Regions from separate parts of the Mus musculus genome. Here all the other regions are linked to region 1. The links are chromatin contacts, called in public HiChIP or PLAC-seq and promoter capture Hi-C maps. All regions are on one chromosome and are shown on one strand. Each heading gives the region's core, a stretch centred on a gene start, on an enhancer-like site or on the middle of the called end of the contact. The rest is flanking DNA. Distances are from core to core; before and after follow the strand shown.

The links. Promoter capture Hi-C pulls out the DNA fragments that hold promoters and counts their contacts. HiChIP or PLAC-seq counts read pairs in DNA pulled down with a chosen protein or histone mark.
Region 2: an H3K4me3 HiChIP or PLAC-seq map of bone marrow-derived macrophages shows a contact between it and region 1, with 5 times the contacts expected there. The contact joins the enhancer-like site here to the promoter of Thada in region 1. A contact is called at or near these places in 9 of 39 promoter capture datasets (the C10 cell line, cranial neural crest, embryonic stem cells and 6 more), 1 of 15 datasets of contacts at CTCF or cohesin (large pre-B cells), 4 of 484 Hi-C or Micro-C datasets (the N1E-115 cell line, bone marrow-derived macrophages and embryonic stem cells), 5 of 115 datasets of contacts at active chromatin or transcription factors (T-cell acute lymphoblastic leukemia, bone marrow-derived macrophages, large pre-B cells and 1 more) and 2 of 9 other capture datasets (adipose tissue and liver).
Region 3: a contact with region 1 is called in a promoter capture Hi-C map of pre-B cells, with 4 times the contacts expected there. The contact joins the enhancer-like site here to the promoter of Thada in region 1. A contact is called at or near these places in 6 of 39 promoter capture datasets (the 3T3-L1 cell line, the C10 cell line, HPC-7-derived erythroid cells and 2 more), 3 of 484 Hi-C or Micro-C datasets (the Ba/F3 cell line, CD4 T cells and embryonic stem cells), 3 of 115 datasets of contacts at active chromatin or transcription factors (Th17 cells, large pre-B cells and pancreatic cancer cells) and 2 of 9 other capture datasets (adipose tissue and embryonic stem cells).
Region 4: a contact with region 1 is called in an H3K4me3 HiChIP or PLAC-seq map of bone marrow-derived macrophages, with 5 times the contacts expected there. The contact joins the enhancer-like site here to the promoter of Thada in region 1. A contact is called at or near these places in 4 of 39 promoter capture datasets (the HPC-7 cell line, liver, neutrophils and 1 more), 3 of 115 datasets of contacts at active chromatin or transcription factors (astrocytes, bone marrow-derived macrophages and pancreatic cancer cells) and 1 of 9 other capture datasets (embryonic stem cells).

Annotation. Positions count from the first base shown.
Region 1 is chr17:84,464,885-84,467,584 of GRCm38.p6, forward strand. Thada (thyroid adenoma associated) reads right to left here and starts at 1,324. Exons shown (of 38, transcript NM_183021.3): 1 at 1,210-1,324.
Region 2 is chr17:84,033,674-84,036,461 of GRCm38.p6, forward strand. It overlaps Gm35551 (a long non-coding RNA gene), which reads right to left. Exons shown (of 6, transcript XR_385838.3): 4 at 2,049-2,217. Among named protein-coding and RNA genes, the nearest start is that of 8430430B14Rik, 37 kb to the left of the region's middle. Within about 2 kb of position 1,383, at least 15 of the 459 cell types and tissues checked have an H3K27ac peak or open chromatin away from gene starts, as enhancers often do. A contact at or near this core is called in bone marrow-derived macrophages, where this site is marked.
Region 3 is chr17:84,111,170-84,114,004 of GRCm38.p6, forward strand. No RefSeq gene overlaps it. Among named protein-coding and RNA genes, the nearest start is that of Gm35551, 29 kb to the left of the region's middle. Within about 2 kb of position 1,357, at least 132 of the 459 cell types and tissues checked have an H3K27ac peak or open chromatin away from gene starts, as enhancers often do. A contact at or near this core is called in adipose tissue and pre-B cells, where this site is marked.
Region 4 is chr17:84,060,486-84,063,185 of GRCm38.p6, forward strand. The region is part of intron 1 of Gm35551 (a long non-coding RNA gene); the gene reads right to left. Among named protein-coding and RNA genes, the nearest start is that of 4933433H22Rik, 17 kb to the right of the region's middle. Within about 2 kb of position 1,421, at least 48 of the 459 cell types and tissues checked have an H3K27ac peak or open chromatin away from gene starts, as enhancers often do. A contact at or near this core is called in the HPC-7 cell line and bone marrow-derived macrophages, where this site is marked.

The DNA.
Region 1 (2,700 bases), core at 74-2,573:
GACCTCCGTGGCCACTGAGGAATGGTCTACCTGCAGACCCTCCCAGGCAGAAAACGACTCAGCATGCGTCACTTAAACTCCTGACATAGCTTCCTTGTTGTCCCTACTTGTCTCTGAAGAATCAAAGCAATCTAACCATGCACTTGCTTATAAACTTCCCAAAGGTTTTCCCTTGCACTAAATAAAATGCATTAGTTACATCCAAATTTGGGTGTATGGCCTGAAAACAATCTGGCCCCAGCTTCCTCTGCCATTCATTTCAGATTTCTTTCACAGCATGTATTACTACCTAAGATTACACTAACTGGCACACCTGTCTATTGCCTGTTTTTCCTAGCACTAAGCTCCATAAAGGTTGCAATGAACTGAATAGTTGTGTTCAGTGTTCCCGTTCTTAACTCCTTAGTCGTTCATGCATGTAGTAAATGCTTTATTAAAATTTCATGAACTAAATCAAGGAATTCTTAATTAACAATTGCTAGAGATATTATAGGAGGGACATATATACTTTTAGAAGGAAGGTGGGCTACCTGGTACCTAAAAGGACATGCTACAGCTAAGTGGCATACCGCTCCAGAAACTGAAGCATTTATAGTCCATTTGGACGGCAAGTCACTACAGCAACGGCAAATGAGCAGTCAAGCAAAAAAGTTAATGAACACAGCCAGACAGAGAGACAACAAGGAAAGGCCTTGAAGTTCTGGGTTAAGTTTAGGGAAATAATTTCCCAAACGAGCAGCCAGCGTGCAAAGTACTGAGAAAGTACTGAGGAAGGAAACTGAGGGGACACTTGTGATTTGAAATGGCAAGTTTGCAGCAGTATTTGATCCCGGAGTCCTAGGGACTACACAGAGATAGACTCGGTGATTCTGCGCGTTCTAAGGGTAAACGTGTGTCCGGGTGAACTGGGCCGGCCCAGAGCCGAAAATCCCGGTTCAGCCTGATGGGCATCTGCCCATAGGTGCCACTTGCTGCTTCCCGCCCATCTACATCTACACCTTCCCGACCGCCTCCCACGTGGAGTCCAAAGACTGACAGAAGGACGGATGAAAACGTGGTTCAAGGGCTGTCTGTCTCCATGGAGACCTCAGCGCCCGGAAGCCACGGCTGGCACCCTCGGGGTGGCCTGCAAGCTGCCCCGGCCGCGCTGTGGCGAAGTCGGTCCCCCGCGCCCGCGTGCCTGGCAGGCAGCGCGCCCGCGAGCCAAACCTCGTGCCCGAGGACGTCTGCAAAGCGTCGCCACCTCTGGACGAGACCCGGAAGCCCGTCAAGTCTACCGCGTCCCTGCGGCTTGTAACGTGGTGCGCGATCCAAAAACCGGTCCCCGGCGAAGGGAGGCAGGGCTGGAAGCTGGCACGGAAATATCGCGAGAGCGGCCGAGTGCCGCTCCTCCAATCAGAAGTGAGGGTGGGTTGTGACGTCATCAAAGAGGGCGTTTGCGAGGGGATTTAGAGAGCCCGCGACTAAACAGTTCTTGATAAGCGAGCCTATGATGGTGACTGCTGGGAATTGCATGCCCCTCACCTCCTTCTGGCTGGCAGAGCAGCAGCCTCCACACCTCTAGGTGTCAGGCCGACATTTCTGTTCCAACCCAGACTTTCTACATTCACTGTGCCCAGCGCAGAGACAGGCAAAATCTACACTCGGGGACGGTTGTGCCAGGGACGGGAACTGAAGCCAAGAGCAACGACTTGAACTCCACTGTCCGAGCCTTAAACGCTGCCTTAAAGGCTGCATCTTTTACACAACTCACAGACTATCTTGCAGTCCAGTCCTTTAAAACTGAGTAAAAATTAGAGACCTATATCACCTTAGTAAGGAGCTGGGACAAGGGACAAGATCACAGAACGGACAAGATGCTGAAAAGGCCGGGATGCTGGCCTGGGCTCTGAGATACATAGTTGGGAAAAACAATGAAAATTAGGTTCATCAGGTGGATGGCTTTTCTATCAAACTTTGTATTTCTTTGTGGTTTTGCCACGTGTATTGTGAGACCCTGACTTAAAGCGTTTCTCCTTGAAAGGTAAAGCCCCTAAAACATTTCCCCAAGCTTGTTTTCCCTGACCTATAAAAATACAGCTAGAAAGAAGCTCTTTGTTCTCTATAGCCAGCAAAAAGCCTTTTTGTTTCTATACTTTACAACCAGAGATGCGATAATTGTAAAAGACCCAGCCAGCACTTGCCTGGCTTCCTGTGCCAAGGACTCAGGGTTAGGGTTAGGGGAAGATAAAAATTCAGAAAGAACTCACTCCCCACTCCTTCTGCCTTGTAAATTTCACCAAGGACACTCCGCCCAACTCTTCCCAACTCCTCAGCTAGCTATTAAAAGCCCCCTACTGTCACTGGGGTCATCGGGGTCGGGTCAAACTCCCCTGACCTGCATGGCGGAAGGAGTTTGTCCTCAGCTAGCTGATAATAAAACCTCTTGCAGTTTGCATCAGTGTGATTTTCTCTCCCGTCTTTGGGGTGCTGGCCAACTTATCCTGGGACTTGAGCGGAGGCCAAGCTTCAGGGGTCTTACAGTATCACTAAACAATAGCTTGGTTGATTTTGTGTCTGTTATCCACCGATTCACATCTTTTGGCATTGCTTTCAGGTCACTCACCTAAAACTGAGTGGTGACAATTCTTTGACTCACTGTTAATATGCCGTTCTCTACTGTGCTGCATTTGTGCTGATATATATGGACATTTGCTCTGG
Region 2 (2,788 bases), core at 133-2,632, 430 kb before region 1:
ATGAGTCCCTTTTCCCCTAAGTTGCTTTTTTTTTGGGGGGGGGGGGGCGGCGGGAGGGTCAGGATATCTTATCATAGCAACAGAAAGGAGAGTAAAACACTTTAACTCCCGCCACAGGGGGATGTCCCTGAGTTCGCTAGATTTCCACTATAGCGGCAAAAACAAACAAACAAACAAAAATCTGAGATGACCAGCTTAAAGGAGAGAAGCCTTGCCCGTGCTTTTGGAAGGTCGCCACCCACCATTGGTTGGTCCGATTATTTTGTGGCAACACAGAGGTCATGGTAGGAGTGTGGGGCACAGAAGGCCACTACCTTCGTGGGAGCCAAGAATCAAAGAGAAAGAGATCCCTTAGCGGCTCTGAGGACACGCCCTCCCAAAGACAAACTTCAGATAGGCCCCGCCTACTGAAGGGTCCACTGACTTCCAAGGGCTCCTCGGGCAGGACCCTTTAGGATGCTCCCAGCCCCAGCTCTAGCAGCCCGTGTCTGAGGACCCAGAGAGAGGGCTGAAGACTGAGAGCCGTTGGAGTTCACTGTTCGCCTCCTCTGCCCTGCAGTTGTGCAGCGCTAGGTGGGATGTTGCCTGACTCCTACGGGGGGGGGGGGGGCGGTCCCAGGGGGCATCGGTCTCCAGACCTGGAACAGAACAAACCCAGACCTGCTGTGACACCGGGAGGCAGGACCCGCATATAGTTCTCCTGGCATGGTTGCTGTCTACTGTCAGTGCACCACCACACTGAAGCTCGAGGCCTTATCAGAACCCCTCAGTGGCTCCCACTGCCTTCCCTTCCTGTCTCCTGCCCACCCGTGATTTGGTGATCACATGCATTTCAAGGGTTTCCTGTCCCACTGAGAAGGAGTGCATTCAACGTTCTTCTTATAAGCTCCTAGGGTGGTAGAGTGCCTGACCCCCAAGAGAAACGAAAGGACCCTGATCTGACCCTGGCTTCACCAGGGACCGTTACTGCTGCCTTCGAGTTTGCTCTCTCTGCTGAGGCCCTCCTGGGTCTCTGCCTCCACTTCAGGACCCCTGTGTCTCCTGCCCTCTTTGCTAGAGCCCTCTCTCCATGCTGCCTGTTTCTGTTTGGCTCCAATCCATCCTTCTATTTCAGACTGTTTCTAAAGAGGAGTGGGCTTCAGCCCTTGGTCTAAAATCCTGTCCACCCAAATCCCCCTACAGAACTGTGACTCCTCCCTCCTCTACTTCTTCCTTCACTCCTTCCTCTACCTACTTCCTCCTCCACCTACTTCCTCCTCCACCTACTTCTTCCTTCACTCCTTCCTCTACCTACTTCCTCCTCCACCTACTTCCTCCTCCACCTACTTCCTCCTCCACCTACTTCCTTCCCCACTCCTTCTTCCTCCACTTCCTTCTCCGCTCCTTCCTCTTCCATTTCTTTCTCTACTTCCTTCTCCACTTCCTCCCCTACTCCTTCCTCCCCTACTCCTTCCTCCCTTCTTCCTCTTTCACTCCTTTCTGCTTTCTGCCTTGTCTCCACTGTGCTGTAAGATCCATGAAGGAGGAGCCCTATTCTAGCCATAGGATTTTAGTCTAGTACCCAGGCTACCATTAGGTCCATGATACTGTGGCGTATACATTGAATGTCACCTCATAGAGTGCCTCTATGTGCCAGAAACTAGTGGGTGCTGCCACCCTTCAGCCAGACTGGGCAGACAGATATCTCTAGAGGAGGCCTCAGACCAGGATAAAGGTACCAGAGCAACGTGTGTGTGTGTGTGTGTGTGTGGTGTGTGTGGTGTGTGTGTGTGTATGTATGTGTGTGTGTGTGTGTATGTGTGTGTATGTGTGTGTTTATTTGGGTACATTTGTGTACTCAGGCTTGCAGAGGCCAGAGGTCATAGTGTGTGATGTATATGTCTGAGTATGGTCACACACATGTCACAGTGGCAGGACAGCTCTCGGGAGTGTTTTCTCCTCCCTTTTTGAGATGGGGTTCGGTTGTTTCTGTCATGGACTCCGGGATAGCTGTGCTTGAAAGCTTCTGTGTGAAGCTTCTGGGTGATTCCCCTGCCTCTGCCTCTCACCTCAATAGAAGAATGTTGGGTTTATAGATGCATTCAGCTGTATCTGGCTTTCTCTCATGGGTTGCATTGGTCAAACTCAGGTTGTTAGGCATACTTGCACTTGGTAGCACTACCATCTCAGCCCGGCCTCGACTGGCTGCAAGATTCTCTTTTCTCTGCTTCTTTAGACCTGGAAGTACAGGCATGTGTCACCACAGCGGCTTTTTTAAATGAGTACTGGTAATCAAATTGAGGTGCCAACGCTTGTGCAGAAAGCACTTTGCTGACTGAGCCATCCAAATTCTGTACTTCCACAGGAGGGCACAGGGTGTAGCTCACTACGTAACTATGGGAATCACTCTGTGGAGAAGGCTGCCTCTGCATCCCAAGTGCTGAGATTAAAGACATGCGCCACTGTACCTACCCAGTGTCTGCTAAGGGTCACCTAGGCACACCCTTTCTGCACAGAAAGAGCGTTGGAGGTCCCTTTAGTGCTCTGCAGGGTACAGTTAGGAACCTCTGAGACAGGATGCAGCAGACACCTGGCGGCAGGAAATCTCTGCGCATGTCACAATCTGGCCACAGACTGGCGTGTTTCCTAAGAGACCACTGGGATTTCACGAGAAAGGCCTGGGTTCCAGCTCTGGCTCTCTGGGCTATGCATGTGGTCATTTCCTCCTCTGGAAAACCAGGACAATAACTAGACACTCCTCCCAGGTTTGTCTCAAAGACTAAGAAAGATGAGGCCTGGGGTCCCTGAC
Region 3 (2,835 bases), core at 107-2,606, 350 kb before region 1:
CAAACAGGTCACGAACCACAGTCACCCACCTGCACACACTGACACACACAGTCCCTTAAGGTGACAGGAACCCAGCCAACCCTAGCTGTAGCCCCAGATATGCCACACCTGCCGTTTTTATCCTGAACCCAAGTGCCTAAAACGTTCCTGGGGCCCATCTCTCTCAACTGCCACACCTCAGGGCTCCTCCCAGAGAGAGAGCCTTGCTTTCACTCTAAGCTAAAGCGATACAGGCCACCTTAAAACTTCATGCCAGCCACTGAAAAGGCCACTGTGAAGATTACAACGCTAGATTTATAATATTATAGCCACGTTTGGCAGCATGTCGTGAGCACCAACTACACACACACAGACACACACACAGATACACACACACACGCACACAGACACACACACAGATACACACACACACGCACACATACACACACAGATACACACATGCACACATACACACAGATACACACATACACACAGATACACACACACGCACACACACATACACACACAGATACGCACATGCACACATACACACAGATACACACACACACGCACACATACACACACAGATACACACATGCACACATACACACAGATACACACATACACACAGATACACACACACGCACACACACATACACACACAGATACGCACATGCACACATACACACAGATACACACACGCACGCACACATACACACACAGACACAGGCACACCTCTAGTACCTTCCCTCCAACTCTCCCAACAACCTAGAGCACAGGAAGTGTCAGTAAACCCATTTACGGATGAGCAAGCCAAAGCTTTAGGGGAATTAAAGTTCTTGTTTCCTATATATTGCAGCATCTGGTTCCAGGACTGGTCCCAGAACATTCCCTGCCCCACAATGCCATGGGATAAGATCCAAGGATATTGGGCCTGTTCCCATGTCTCACATACGTGTACTCTCCTGGCCCTCAGGAGATGCCGTGGGGCCTCGCTGTGGAGAATGTGAGAGCAGGGAAGCTTGGCTTCCTGTTCTCCTCAAAGCCCCATCCTTTGCTTAGTCAGGTTTGGGCCCTTTGAAAGGAAAAACAGGCTAGAGCCTTCACAGGGAAGTGCCCCTGCTCTCCATGGCTTGAAAAGGAAAGAGAGTCCCTCCCTGCCCCTCCTTAGGAGCACCGCCCTCAGGAGGGAGCCAGGCCCCTACAGAGTTCTCCACAGGCGACAGGGGGTCACCAAGAACCCCGGACAGCCCAAGCCCACCTAGAATTATGCAGAGGAGAGCTGTGTCACGATGACTAGCCTCTGGGACATTCCTAACCCCCAGCTAACGGGGATGCCTTCCTTGGCCTCCAGCGCTGCACTGGGGCCTGGCCAACAGCTGTTCCTGGCTGAAGGCTCTGCTCTGTCCCACCCACCCAGTCAGTTCCTAGGAGATGTGCAAGCAGCTTTGATGTGCTCGTCAAAGCGGTCCTGTTCTGACAGCTGTTTCCCAGGAGGGCAGTTATTGCCACAACCACCTCCCACATCTGGCTATGGGAAGAGTGCCCCACCCATCAGCAGACAGAAATGCTGAGCACACAGGAACAGCTGAGGACCTCAGTCCATTGGGACTGAAAGGGGTCACTCCATCCCCATTTATAGGCACTCTCTGCTCCCAAGGGCTGGCCACACTACCCTAAGGACTCTAATTCAGGTCTGGACCCTCCTCCTTGGCTCAGGCCCACCTCCACTTGCACAAGCCACATTCAGACCAGAAAAGTGTTTCAGGGCACCCAAAACTATGGAGGACAGAGAAGGAACAGTTACAGTTGATTCAAACCTTGCTCTGTCAATCCTCCCAGGGAGTGCTGATGTCTCCGGTGGGACCCACTGACCCTGGTCACTATAATAAAAATACCAGATCTGAATTTATTTCAATCAGTGTTCATAACCTGGGCACTATTCTTTGTGCCTTGTAGGACAATGACTGTATCTCTGACACTTATTCTAAGATACCATTAGCATCCAGGCCCCACCCACACACCCAGACATTATCAATGGACATTGCCAATGTGCCCCAGGGGCAAGACCACACCCACATGGTTACAGCTGATCTTAAAATCACTTTAGTTGCAGCACTTGTGAGGCTGAGACTAGAGACCAGTAAGTTCAAGACTAGCCTGGGCTACATAGTGAATGTGAGGCCAGCCTGGGCTATGTGAGACCCTGTCTAAAACAAAGTTAACAGGCATGTTCTGTCCCCCTAGACCTTCCCAGAGCTCCAGGAAAAGAGGCAGCACAAAGTCTTCCACCTAGTGGTCCGAGCTTCTAAAGATGGGATCAAATAACACTTGCACAAGACAATGAAATATATGTGAGAAGTCCTGCAAAAAGCTTGGAGCCAGAGAAAATCCCTGAAGCCTGGGGCCATCTAGGAAGGCTTCCTGGAGGAGGGGGAATTTTGTGTTTGGCTAGATACAAGCAGCTTGGGAAGACCACAGTGTAGGGAAGTCTCACCAGCAGTAAAAGAGCTCAAGGTGGGGCTGAGGCTGAGTTTGCTGACTTTCCCAGTGGGTAAAGCCACCAATGTGGAGCAAGGGTCTGACAGAGATATGCAGGCAGGGCTGAAGACCGCCCTACCTTCTTCTGCTTCTGCCTTCTGCAGATCTGATGAGGGTCAGGCTCAGGGTACATAGGTAGGGCTCCTCATTCCTCAAACCTGCCCTTATGTGATATCCCCCACCAGTCCATGTGGGCTTGGACTGGCAGACTTCAAAGACTCAGGAGCCTACTAAACTTTATCCTGGGAATCCCGGCTGGCTCCCCAACTCCACCCCCAGCCTGGACTTCATGCTGCCTAGACTTTCTGGGGGGCA
Region 4 (2,700 bases), core at 171-2,670, 400 kb before region 1:
AATAGCCGGATGCAAAGCCCTTCTGAGCTCTCAGATCCTGTACAAAGACGTGTGGGAAAGTCCCATCAACACATTCCCTTTTCTCTGGCTAAATCTAATTAAGATGAAACCTGAGCTTTCTCAAGAACCATCCTATGTCATTGGGCACTTCTTAGAAAAAGCTAAAGCTCACCCTACGTCCCCCAGCACCCCTCTCTGGGGTCTTATTTCAGCAAATCCATGTCTTCCCATGAGATAGATGGGAAGACTTCTGTTTCCCAGTGAACCTAGTAAGCAAGAATGGCCACCCCCACCCCCACAGCAGGGTCTCTCTCCATTGCCACCTGACATTCTTTCTCATTTCCTAAGAGTCCAGACAAAAGGAAGCCAGACCAGCAATCTGAACCAGGGTGGGTAAGGGAGGGCCCAGGGCCCCAGAAAATCTTATGGGAGTAAAGAAGGCCAATCTCACAGGCAAGATTTGACCCTGCAGGAAAAGTGATGGAAGCCAGGCAAGGGTCATGTGATGCAGTGGAGGGCTCAGCAGGCCCACGTCCCAGAACTCAGAAAGGCTGAGCGATCATGCACATGCCAGGTACTTCATCTTCCCTAGTAACTCTACGTGGCTTCCATCCTCTCCATTTTCCAAATGGACTTAGCCCAGGCATAGAAATGCTAGCTAGCTTGCAGAGAATGGCACAGTCCATACCTGGTATAGTCAGGATCTGAACTCAGGCAATCTGGCTCCAGGCTTGCTTCCCCACCACACTACACTTGAGCACACAGAGGCAACCAAGGCCCCGTCATTGGATGTTCAGATTGCCATGCAAAACTCAGTAGTGTGATGCATCTTTATCACCTCATGAATCTACATTGGGTAGGTCATGGTGAGAAGGTATGGTGGTTTGTATATGCTCAGCCCAGGGAGTGGCACTATTAGAAGGTGTGGCCCTGTTGGAGTAGGTGTACCACTGTGGGTGTGGGCTTTAAGACCTTCATCCTAGTTGCCTGGAAGCCAGTATTCTGCTAGCAGCCTTCAGATGGAGATATAGAACTCTCACCTCCTGCACCATGCCTGCCTGGATACTGCCATGTTCCTGCCTTGATGATAATGGACTGAACCTCTGAACCTGTAAGCCAGCCCCAATTAAATGTTGTCCTTATAAGAGTTGCCTTGGTCATGGTGTCTGCTCACAGCGGTAAAACCCTAACTAAGACAGAAGGGTTAGTTTCTGCTCCACAAGATGGTGACTGTGGGCCACTCATCTGCAGATCGGAGGATCTATTTGCAAGACGGCTCACATGGTTAGCAAGTGAAGACTGCCTGTCAACTGGGAACAGAGCCAGACCTGAGAGCGGGAGGCCTCTTCCTCTACACACAGGCCTCTGTGCCTCCACCAGCTGTGGCTTATCACTTGGACTTCCTCTCAGCATGGTGTCTTTGTGCCAAGGGTGAGAAATCCTACAAGACTGGAAGTGGAAGTTAACAAACCGGGGCGGTGGTGGCCTTGCCTTTAATCCCAGCACTTGGGAGGCAGAGACAGGCAGATTTCTGATTTCGAGGCCAGCCTGGTCTACAAAGTGAGTTCCAGGACAGCCAGGGCTCTATAGAGAAATCCTGTCTCGAAAAACCAACCAACCAACCAAACAAACAAACGAAAACACTTTCTAAAAGCCTAGGTCTGCATACAACATCGCTTTCCTCAAGTGTATTGGTCAACATAGCCATAAACCCTGACACTGCACAAGAGGATATGAGACCCGTCTTTCGATAGAAGGAATACCAGAATACTTCCCCACCCTCTCATCTCCAAACGTTCTCCCCAAACAGTGAAAAGCCTCAAGACACCTTGTCCTGTGGCACCTCTTCTCAGGCCAGGACAAGCACAGAACTTCTACCTAGACACTGTCTCCTTGGCTAGATTTCTTCACCCTGAATCTTCTTTGAACCTCCTTGAAACATTGTCAAAGCTTACTCCTATTTCCAGCTGTCTCAACCATAAGCAGGGAACACAAAGGCCCCAGCTTTCTACATATAATTTTTATTTTGGTATAGTTTTACATTTATGGGGAGCAATCACAAAGATGGTGAGTTCCCATCTTCTCTCCCCTCAATGGCACCTCGAACTGACAGGGCTCATTCGTCACATCCCATAAGCCAATGTGGACACATCCTGATCAGATGGGTGACGTTACAAGCAGTGTTACTAAAGTATACGTCCACTTCATTCAGTCGCCTTAGCTCCTTCACCTAACATCCTTTTTGTTCTGAGAGACTCTCTACACCGAGTTATCATGTCTCCTCAACTGTGACAGCTTCTCAGACGTCCCTTGTCTTGACTTTTTTGAGTACTGTACATCAACCTTCAGCTAGAACTTGTCTAATGTTTTTTTTCTGAGGGTTAGACTGGACTTCCAGGTTTGTAAAGGAAGACCACGGAGGTAAAGTGCCCTCTCGTTATGTCACATAGAGCGCACATCCAGGTGAGATTAGCCCTGACAACTGGCTGAAGGAGGCCATGCCTCTGCCAGGGCTTTCTTCGTCTTTGAAATCTGTGCTGACTGGAAGTCCTCTGAGTATCTACCTCAATCATCTGCAATCCTCCTGCACCAGGGGTTTCTATCTTTTCTCCAGTTTATTTAGTCTGCCCTTCCTCTACACAAGCACAGACACTCAGGTGTTCGTTCTGTGCTTTGGGTAACAGTCTGGTGCTGTTGCGT